Regions from separate parts of the Mus musculus genome. Here region 2 is linked to region 1. A link is a contact called in public Micro-C data. All regions are on one chromosome and are shown on one strand. The core of a region is the stretch at or near the end of the contact, and the rest is flanking DNA. Distances in the headings are between cores, read along the strand shown. Region 1 overlaps Scube1 (signal peptide, CUB domain, EGF-like 1). Region 2 holds the start of Scube1 (signal peptide, CUB domain, EGF-like 1).

What was found. Hi-C and Micro-C count contacts between places; a contact is called where the count stands out from the background.
Region 2: a Micro-C map of granulosa cells shows a contact between it and region 1, with 2.7 times the contacts expected there. The contact joins the promoter of Scube1 here to the enhancer-like site in region 1. A contact is called at or near these places in 12 of 39 promoter capture datasets (the 3T3-L1 cell line, 3T3-L1-derived adipocytes, cranial neural crest and 7 more), 3 of 15 datasets of contacts at CTCF or cohesin (CD8 T cells, liver and pro-B cells), 71 of 484 Hi-C or Micro-C datasets (B cells, the HL-1 cell line, the MC3T3-E1 cell line and 41 more), 15 of 115 datasets of contacts at active chromatin or transcription factors (astrocytes, bone marrow-derived dendritic cells, craniofacial prominence and 10 more) and 4 of 9 other capture datasets (adipose tissue, embryonic stem cells, liver and 1 more).

The regions. Positions count from the first base shown.
Region 1 is chr15:83,652,446-83,657,799 of GRCm38.p6, reverse strand. Scube1 (signal peptide, CUB domain, EGF-like 1) reads left to right here. Exons shown (of 22, transcript NM_022723.3): 6 at 3,515-3,631. Among named protein-coding and RNA genes, the nearest start is that of Gm52183, 39 kb to the left of the region's middle. Within about 2 kb of position 2,504, at least 3 of the 459 cell types and tissues checked have an H3K27ac peak or open chromatin away from gene starts, as enhancers often do. A contact at or near this core is called in granulosa cells, where this site is marked.
Region 2 is chr15:83,722,870-83,728,223 of GRCm38.p6, reverse strand. Scube1 (signal peptide, CUB domain, EGF-like 1) reads left to right here and starts at 3,185. Exons shown (of 22, transcript NM_022723.3): 1 at 3,185-3,405. The coding sequence starts at 3,318.

The DNA.
Region 1 (5,354 bases), core at 1,255-3,754:
GGGATACAGAAACAGCATCAGAAAGGCCGCTTCTGACTCTTGAAGGATGTGCTCCCACTCAGCCGCCTGGGCTTCAGCTTCTGAGCTGACGGACGCCGCTATAAAGGTCACAGCTTTTCTTTATTCCTCCATCCTGGGCCGAAGCCAGCTGGACCACCATCCCCAGTCACTGCAACTCTCTTGGCTTCACCTTCCCCAAAGAGTTGCCAAGGCCCTGGGGACCCATGAGCACCTGCTGTTCTCGCTGTCCCCAGGGACTCATCCTTCAGCCCCCCATGCTAACTACCCATCTCCCAAAATGAAGGCACTTTCATCTCCAGGGTTTTGTGAACTTTTCCTACAGAGATATGAACAAGCGCCTGCCTGCTCGCCCTAGATATCGATAGACAGGAGTATGACTGCACCCAAGTCCAACTCGGGGAGCCAATGGGTTCACTGGGCGTATTAACAGAGCATGGGTGACCTCAAAGCAGCCACACCACCAGCAGGTCTTGTGGCAGCATGGATGCTGGCTTCTCTACAGCCACAGACAGGAGCCCCTCCTGCAACTCCATCCCTTAACCTTCCACATTCGATGTGTTCTATCACCGCCTCAGACCACATGCGGCTGGGGCAGAATCGCAAACATCTGCTCCGATGAAGAAGATAATTGCTCTTGTATTCAAGGATAACATTCGACAACATCTGCCTGTGGTCAGGATAGGGGCCAGTCTTCCCCATTACTCCCAGATCTTTCCCAGGGAACGCCAAAGACATGCATGCTGGCTGTCACCAAGGCAGCCTGGGCCCTAGCCTGACCCCAATGATGGATTCTTCCAACTTCAAAGAAAACACACGCTACCTGGCCACTTTCAGAGCAGATGGAGCCGACGCCGGCTCTCCCAGTCCTTGTGCTAAGTGAGGACAGGAGCAGGCACAGGCTGCAGACAAGCACGGAAGACTTGCTCCGTGCCAACACGAGGAAGAGGGCTGCTGGTGAGCTCACTGGACCAGTTTACTGCTATAATTCATCTGAGACAAGTGCCACACAAGAAGGCTCACTCACAAGACTCCTCTGCGAAACCGGCTTGGCTGTTAGAAGGATGTGGAAGCCTAATTCTAAGGAGTTGGGACAGGCCCTATGGCCTCCCTGGAAGGTGGGACTCAAGAGGTCTGTCTGACTTTGGTTCCTTCTTAGTGTGATGTGTGGTTAAAGATGACTTGGAATACCAAAAAAAGAAAAAAAAGAAAGAAAGAAAGAAAGAAAGAAAGAAAGAAAGAAAGAAAGAAAGAAAGAAAGAAAGAAAGAAAGAGGAAAAAAAAAGAAAAGCGAGGTGGTTGCACATATCTTTAATCCCAGCACTCAGGAAGCAGGGAGGGACAGGTGAATCCCAGTGAGTTTGAGGCCAGCCTGGTCTACAGAGCAAGTTCCAGAACAGCTAAGGCTACACAGAGAAACCCTGCCTTGAAAAAATAAAAAATAAAAAGATGGCTTGGAAGAGCAAATCCCCAGATATATCTAGACTCACAGTAGTGTCTGCCTGCCGTCCCAGTGTTTCTGTAGTGAGATGAGAGGAGGAGACAGGAGAGTACCTAGAAGCTCCTGGGTCAGCTAACATGAGATACACAGTGGTAAACAAGAAGAGACCCTTCCTCCAACAAGGCAGAAGACAAGGATCAGCATAAAGGTCTGGGGAGGGCTGGGGAGACCTGCGTGAGCCCCAGGCTCACTTGTGTTTCAAGGACCTAGGACTCTAGAGTTGGTCAGGAGCCCAGGCTGGGCCCAGAAACTTCTAGACTGGTGCGGAGAGGCTGCAGGGCTCTGTACCCCAATCTCTTACCCCTCCAGAGTCTAGGCTCCTTTTCAGAGATGAGGGGCATTCCTTTATCCATCTTCCCAGAGTCCAGCGTGCTGAGCCAGAGGCACTGTCTATGGTACTCTTGATGCCTTGTTCCAAGATCCCCCTGTGCCCTCCCTGGAGAGAATTCTCAGTTAAAAAACAAGACAAAACAAAACAAAACACAAAAACATAACGACCAGCCTGAGGTTGTCCCATCCCCTGGGAACCCTAAGCTTCTGTCCCTATGAGGGAATGCTGGGTTGGGGAAACTTGGGGCCTGTGACCACCATCCCTAAGTGGAGAACGGACAGACTTCATGGAGGAGATCCTGTGGGCCATCTGACATCCCTGGAAGTTGGGTCAAGAGGAGGACACCACCGAGAGGTTCTGATGTTGAAGACTGTGTGAGATGCCAGAGAGATACCCGCCCTATCCAGTAAATTCTCACCCTTCTCTTACCTGCTATGGAGATTACATTTGTCCAAGGTCCAGGGGCTCTTGGGACAAGTAAGCCCAGAGGGTCATGATAACTCCTTCCTAAGGAGAAACATATGAGGAACGTGTCTGCAGAGGGAAGCCATTCCCATGATGTCACCTCCAGGGACCTCTCTCCCTTCCCAGCCATCTGAATGGATCTACTAAATAATAGGCATGACTAACTCAAACTCTCAGCTCTGGAATTCGATGCTTTTCTAATCAGGCCTGGCCTCAGAATGACTTCATAAGTAGATAACGCATGTAGACAGAGTATAGACATCCAGCCAAGGTCTCTAGGATGATATGTTGTCCTGACAGTCACCTTGGCCACCTCGAATAATGAAGCAGTTTCCCAGAGGCCTGGGGAGAGATCTGACTTAGATCCTTGACCTCTTCTGGTGGTCTCCCTCCCGCTAGACAGTGGCAGTCTTCGTTTAAATAAACTTGAACTTACCATTTTCCTACCTCAGACTAGCTCCTTGCGCAGTCCCTTTTCCATGGATGCAGGCAGCCGGGAGCATCTGAGCTGAAGGACCCTAAGTCCTCCAGCTACAGGCATCACTGACCACATGATGTAGGTCGTTCTCAGCATACACCCCAGGCGACACTAATTTTCTTAAGTTCTGTCTATCTGGGCATTGCTGAGTTCCAGGGTAAGGGTCAGGGCAGTGAGGAAACAGAGCTTGAGATACCTCACAACTAGGACCAGGGGGACCGGGGGTATCCGTAGAGACATCTCTCTACCTGTGCCAAGACACAGGCAGTGGAGAGAGAGGAGAGATAGTAAGAACTAAGAAAATGGATATTACTTTGAACCTCATCTGTAATCTCCCCTACAATTGACCCTCTATGTCCTAATGTTGTTAACAGACATCTACCTCAATGGGACCGATGGGGTTAAAGTGTCTTGCATGTGTATCTAGCCTTTCCCTTTTTCCCATGTGAGGCTCAGAGTCTACTTTTGGGCTCTCCCCATTCACCTCTATAGACCAGCTTTCCTACCTGACACCCTGAAGGGGCTCAGGGACAGAGATGCATCTCTGCTACCCTCTGTCTTCAAAATGCCGTTCCCTAGCCACCTCAAACTTTTACTTCACCACACACACACACACACACACACACACACACACCCCAAAAAGCAAACCAGTGCCTGTAAACTAACAATGTCTGTTGTTGTTCTGTTTATACACACGTGTATACACTTTGGGACTAACTAGTAACCTGTAACTATGGAAACGGAGGCTGTCAGCACAGCTGCGAGGACACGGACACGGGCCCCATGTGTGGCTGCCACCAGAAGTACGCCTTACATGCAGATGGTCGGACGTGCATCGGTAAGTAGGCACTGTAACCTGGTACCACTCTGTGCCATACTGCCCCTGCAGGTACCTTGTGTGGTTCCCCCAGTTCTGGAGGAAACAGAAGGGAGACAAGAAGAGGAAGCAGCCACAAGGCCAATGGGAATGGCAGGCATCCCAAAGGCAGCTTCTATGAGGATTTATCTTGGGTCCCTTGGTCCCATGGGACCAAGTACCCTAGGGACATCTAGGTTGGGTCTCCCAATTGTCTGCTTCAGCTTGGGGGTATCTTCTGTCCCTAATGCCCTGGAATTTTCTTACATGGAGAACCCTTAACAGCCGCACTGAGTCTGCGTGAGAACTTGTAGGTCCGGGCGCTGTTGGCAGCCATGCGGAAACGGAGTTTCCTGGCACATGGCTCCCTGTGAGGGTGGAGGTGTGCACCCTGCGTGGGGTGTGCGTGCTTGGGACTGCTTCTCATTCTGAGCTGGCCGGCTCTCCCTCGGACTCCCTCACCCTCCTGAAGTCCCCTCTCCTCAGCATTGCTCCTGTCCTATCACCTGCTTGCTCCCTGGAGTCCCGAGTGAGACTCGGCTACTTCTTTCTTCCAGGCCCATGTTCCCACGGGCAGCTTGAACACTTGTGGTTATTTTGTGCAATGATTACTAATACGTTTTTTCCTCCTGTTCAAAAATAATAGCAAGATTTAAAAAATAATAATAATAAGAGAAAAGAATTCAGGCTTTGGAGCCAAAATGTCTTCTTATTAAGACCCAACTTGAGTCGGTGGGAATCATGTTTGATTCTTCTTTGATAAGGCCCCATTTCTTATGATCAACTGGCGGGGTGTTTCTTGAGGGCCTTTTGAGTGACAGAAAGGTGTTGGGGGAACCCATGTATGTATCTGTGTCCCCAAGCTGCTATCTTATCCCTTCCCCTGTCGCTGCTCCTTGGTGTCTTGGAAAGCTGGGTGCGAGGCTGGGAAGGGACCCCAGGCTATCCCCTCTGTGGTTGGGGGCTATCCTGCTGCCTGTGGTGGCTCTCCTCTCCTCTGTGTGGTCTCTTCACTCAGACAGCCATCCTTGATTTCGTTTTACCTCATCCCCTGCTGCTTCTCTCGTGATGGTCCCTGATTGCCTGTCTTGTCTGACAACTGACATTCATTAATCATTTCTCAGAGCCAAAAGCCAAAATCAAACCAACCAACCAACCAACCGAAATAATAATAATTAAAAGCCAAAGCAGGTCTCAGACCAGTGTCTCTATTGCAGCCTGATCCCATCTAGAACCTCCTGTCCTCTGACCTCTCTCCCGTGGCTGTCCTGCCCAGAGCTCCCTTGAGCTGCTCCGGTCTCCCCTCTGTCTCGTCTGTCCCATTACCCCGTGTCCAGTCGAGCCTGCCCTGCAGCCGCTGGACCAGCACAGACAGCTGCTGGGAAGATGAACTCCAGCCTGGGTCTAACCCTTCTTGCCCGTGTCTTCCTCACTCACCCCTGTCTCTTCTTATTTTCATTTTTTTTAATGTCTGCTGCATGTGACAGTCCCTGCTTGGATCTCTTTCCCAAGCCACACATTTCCTGTCCATCCCCTCTTGTTAGAAACCATCCCCCACCCACCCACCCAGCTCCAACCACTGTGGCTTCAACTCTTGGCCAGGATGAGAAACCTCCTGTCCCGCTTTGCTCCCTGTCACCAGGCCCAGCAAAGCTTCTTGGCACAGCTTGGTGCCCAGTGGCTGGAGGCTCCCTGGCCGGCCTGA
Region 2 (5,354 bases), core at 1,936-4,435, 70 kb before region 1:
CTAATCCCATGGCTATTGTTATCATTCAGAGCAGGGGGGCGGGGGTAGTATAATTATCATGACCCTAGCAGGAGCACAAAACCCTGATCCCAGTGTCTCCTTTAATTCTCCCCAGAAAACACCAGCAACACTCTTCCGCTACTGGAAAGGGTACTGAGGTTCAGAGAGGCCCCATTGTCACGCTTGCCTGGTCTTGCCTCGTTTTATCTTCCCAGCAACCCTACATGATCGTTCAAGCTGAGGAACCCAGGCTGCAGAGGGCTCAGTGATGGGGACACTATTACAGGGCTGGTCAGTGTTGAGATTGTGACCTGAGGTGAGGTCCCAGAGGACATGCCTAGAAGAGAGGACCTGGGTAATTCCTCTTGCTTTCTTTCAGGCAAACACCTTTGCGAACTGTCACTAGGGGGAGCCAAAGGGCCCCAAGTCCAGGGTCATCTGCTCTGGGCACTCAGGATTTGGGGTTCTGCTGACCAGCCTAGCTTCCCTACAGGGCACAGAAAGTGGGTTGTTTGAGAGAGAGAGAAAGAGGGAGAGGGAGAGAACAGCTGGTTTTATTATTTTAATATATATATATATATATATATATATATATATATATATATATATATATATATTTAATATATGTAAGTACACTGTAGCTGTCTTCAGACACTCCAGAGGATGGCATCAGATTTCGTTATAGATGGTTGTGAGCCACCTTGTGGTTACTGGGATTTGAACTCAGGACCTTTGGAAGAGCAGTCGGCGCTCTTAACCGCTGAGCCATCTCACCATCTCACTTTTTATTCTTAAGGACCTGGCACGGCCAAAGTTACTTCACTGGAGCAATAGGAGTTCACAGATGGTTCTGCCTTGTTTCTGGGACCATTTGTTCATTCACCCACTCACTCATGCATTCATTCATTCGTTCGTTCGTTCATTCGTTCATTCATGCACAGAATCACATGATAATTGCCTTAGCTCCCTTTGGGAACTGTGGCCACAGAGAAGGCCCCCAGGGTTGCATTTTTGGATGGTGACAGAGAGAAAGCTGAGGGATGTGAAAGTGGGGACTTCCATTTTCTGAGCCTGAAGGGGGTCTTGCACCAAGCTTATGGGGCAGGGACTGGGGTACAGACAGGAGGAAACAAAGGCTGTCCGGGTGGCAACGTGACATTGGGTTCAGGGTGCAAAAGGCAAGCTGTGTGCCAGGCTACCGTGCCTGTGGTTGGTCTAGAGAGGACCTCAGAGGAGGGTGTGGGTGCCGATTGACATGCAGAATGCACACAGGTGGCTCGGATGTGAGGTAGCCCAGTCTGTTCCCCAAACCAGTGGCTTCCACTTTCTCAGCTCAATATGCAAAGGTGCCAAGACATCCTTAGTCCTGACATTAGAGTGATGATCCCATGTAACCAACCCACCCCAGAACAATCTAGAGCCTTCTGCTCTAGGAAATAAAGCATCTTTCTCCACCCCCTCCTTCTTCCAAGGAGATAAACCTTCTCCTTGGTCAGGAACTTAGAGACTCAGCTCCCCTCCCCCAGCCCTCCTTCCCCCCCACCCTGCACAGCCCTTTGGTTCTGCCACATGAGCCATGGTCTCCTAGATGAGACCCTCGTTTCTTTTGCACGCTTAAAGAGTGTTAGTTCATCAGCAAACCTGACCTTCAAGTCACTGAAGATAAAGGTTACTGCAGATAAAATTTCCATATTAGCAAAAGAGTCCCCGGGGACTCACGGGAATCCCAAGCCTCCATCCCCCCTGAATATGAGTGGGGATGAGAGCCCCTGAGGAAGAGACATGAAAAACATTGTGCTAAGAAGTCAGAGTTCCTCTCCCAAACTCCCTCACTCCCCCCCCCCCACACACACACAACACATCTCACAAATCGATTGGTTGCACAGGCGAAGAAAAAAATCTCAAAGCCCTACAGCTGAGAGAAGACAAAATAAGGCGTGGTAACAAGGTCCCCCAAATTAAACTACATGGCCAGGAGCAACCAGGGAAAGAAAATGCATGCAGTGGCCAGGGTAGGAGCCTATGGGGACACAGTAGAGGCCAGAGTTCCACGTTTTCCTCCTTGATTCCATCTGCATAACGTGGAAATGGATCCCTTGCCTTAGTCTCCAAACCATTGCCCTAAGCCCACGGGAAGTCTGGCTAGCAGCAGGAGCCGAGACACATGACTTTAACCTTCTGGGGCCTTGGAGGTGGCTGCAAAAGTGTGTGCTGGGGGCAGGGAGGAAGAAAGAGCCAGCGTGGATGGGAACCGCTGGGCGCAACACTGCACAGGCAGAGTGGACAAAAAGCTAAAACTCTAGTCTTTGAATCTGGAGAGCAGGAGAAAACAGGAGCTCTTATTGGTGGTTGTCAAGGAGATGGGCCTTGGGGTTTGCTGAACTTCTTCAGTGTCCTGCCTCCCTCCGGAGCTGAGAGAGGCCATTGAGTGCCCGCCAGGCCTCAAGGCCGAGGGGTCAGGTGTAGACCCCGAGCTGGGGGAGGATCTGGGCTAGGGAGACCGCGACGCCACGGTTCTCCCGCCTCGCTGGGCCTGTCACCCGAGGATCTGGGCTTCGCAGAGCAACAAGAGCCTGGGTAGAGAGAGGTCACTCAATCCGGCCTGGTCGCGCGTCCATTCACTGGGAGAACGGTTCTAGGCGCGACACGCGCCTGTCCAAGACAAACACTCCTATAACCATTGTCCTTCGGGGCAGTACTGAAAAGTTCCTTTGATTTTGTACGCAAATTCTGAAGCTATCGTCCAGAGCTTTCACTGCTGACTAGTGTGTGGCTGTCCCCAGCGGCACTTGGCATCCAGTAGCGGCTCAATAAATTCCTATGTATTGGCTGCGTGCTCTTAGCATCTTCTTCACCATCCCTGGGTGCCTCTGGGCCTTTCTTCACCTCTACTCCCCCAACAGAGTGTGTGCATATCTGAAGGGAAACAGACACCCTGGACCTCGGGGATCAGCACACAAAGAGGGACTGGGGAAGAGCAGCCTGCGGCCCAGTCCAGGCCCCGGGTGACACCCTGTACCGCGACCCCAGCTCTCTCGGCTCCCACCCCCCACCTGCCGCCGGCCCCGGGAGAGGAGGCGGGCCCAGACGCCCGCAGGCCACGCCACCCGACGCCCACTGGACGGCCTCCCGCGGAGCTCCGCCCCCCACGGCCGCGGGCCAATGAGCGCGCGGCTGTCAGCTTGTCCTGCGCGCCGGCTATGTGGCTGGGAGCCGGAGCGGTAGCGGAGCTCGCTGCAGACAGGAGCGCTCGCGGAGCGGTCGCTCCGAGCGTCCCGTGCCCCGCACGCCAGCACCCGGCGCGGCCCGCAGCGAGCATGGGCGCGGCGGCCGTGCGCTGGCACTTGTACCTACTGCTCGCTCTGGGAGCGCGCGGGCGGCTGGTGGGGGGCAGCGGGCTGCCAGGTAAGCGCGAGGACCCAGGGGGATGAGGGCGCGCGGGGTCCTACAGGCTGCCACCCCGCGCCGTCGGAGGCCGCCCAGCGCCGGATCCTGCCTCCTTGCAAAGTAACTTCTGCGATCGCCCGGGGCGCCCGGGGCCGGCGGGGGCGGGGTGGACTGAGGCCCCGGGAGGGGAAGCGGGAGGCCAGAGGAAGAAAGGAAGCGCGACGGCCGCCTGCGGGGCCCGGCATGCGTACGGAGACGGGCGGGGACCCCCGAACCGAGAGCGGCGCTCCCCCGGGGCCAAGGACTGGGCAGCTGCCGCGTAGGAGATACCCGGAGGTGGTCAGAAAGGACGCGCTGAGACTGGAGGGAAGGTGGGAAGATAGAGGGACAGACGGACAGGAGCCGAGGCGTAGTGGGAACAGACAAAAGGGCCCAGGAAGAAGCCCTCAGAAAGACAGCCGCGGGAGGGAAGAGGGGAGAGGAGGCAAGGGAGGGGAGCGAGGAGGCAGTGGACAGCGGAATGGAGAAAGGCAGATCAAAGGACAGAGAGGAGGAGACAGATGGACACCAGACAGAGAGACGGGAGGACTCGGAGGGGCGTCGCCGAGGGAGGGGGCCGAGTGAGAGAGGAAGGATGGAGATGTCTGGGAAGAGATGGACAGATGGACTGTCAGACAGGAGGGGGAGAAAAGACGGACAGACGTAGGGAAGGAGGTGGATGAGAACACGAATAACAGAACAGACATCAGAGAGAGGGGGCCGGAGGCACAGGCACAGCCTTTGGTCCAGGCAGAAGGAACTGCTAGGTGGGGGTGTCCCTCCGTGATCTGAGTTTCCCGGAAGGGGCTTCCGGGCAAAGCTGCACACCGAGTCTCTCTTTTCACATTCTTCCTTGTTCTCCTTGGAGAGGGCGAGGAGGTTCCTGCCTGTCTTGCTCTCCGGAGAGTCCCACAGAGATCCAGTGCTAGGGAGTTTATGCTAGTCCATGCTACTCCATTGGCGCTGAGTTTTCTTCCATGCGCCCATTCCAGAAGCTGGGTCCTGTTGAGGATACTAGACAGTCCGTGGGCATTTCTCCCAGGTGTTGGGGGTCCTCACTTTTGTGGGACTATCCTGTGTACCTCTCCCTTCCTCTCTGTCCCTCCTAGTGTCTATCCTCTTCTGCCTTTCCTTACCCTCTGTGGAAGTCTGGTGACTCTGGAGCCCTAACAGCTGAATAAGAAAACCAGAGTTGAAGTGAGCAGCCTATATCTGAGGGTTGCACAGGGATCTGCAGTCTGGCTCAGCCAGGCTACCTTGCTTCCAGGCCAAGTTTATAGTTTGAAAGGCAGACAGCCCCAGCCACCCCTTCCCAAGTTCTGTGTTCCATCCTATGTAGGTGCGAGATAGAAGGGACCCCAGAACCCCAGGAAACTTCCTGACCCTCACTCTCATTCCCTGACCATTAGGAAGTGGAAAGATGAGCCGCTCTTAGAGGTGTCCCATATGGTCTGGCCATCTCTGGCATCCTACCCTTGAAGTAGTGGGTCCCTCAGTGACCAGCTCTCCAGAGAGCCCCTCCCTCTGGCCTCCCTACTGGCCTTGGCTTGTGCTCTCTGGTTTACTATACTGCTTGGTTCTTGCCTCCTGCCTCTGAGCAACTGCAGAGGTGGACCACACACTTGAGCAGAGGTTGCTAGCCTCAGGAGGGATGCTACATGTGTGTACATGTGTGTATCTGCCTTTTGCATGTGTTTTCATGTGCAGGGAAGACTCTCATGTGCTTCTTTCCAATGCCTCTCTCCCCTCTGGTGAGCCGGTATCAGGGAGTCTGGAGTAAAGAAGAGGGGTGGAGCACAGAGCTAGAGCCCAGGGTCCAGCCAGAAGATAAAAAAAATTCAAAGTGGACATTATTGAGTGAGGCCAGATGGATAAAGAGATGGGGACATTTGGAGCTTCCCAGGGGGACTGTCCTCAGGGCAGCTGCT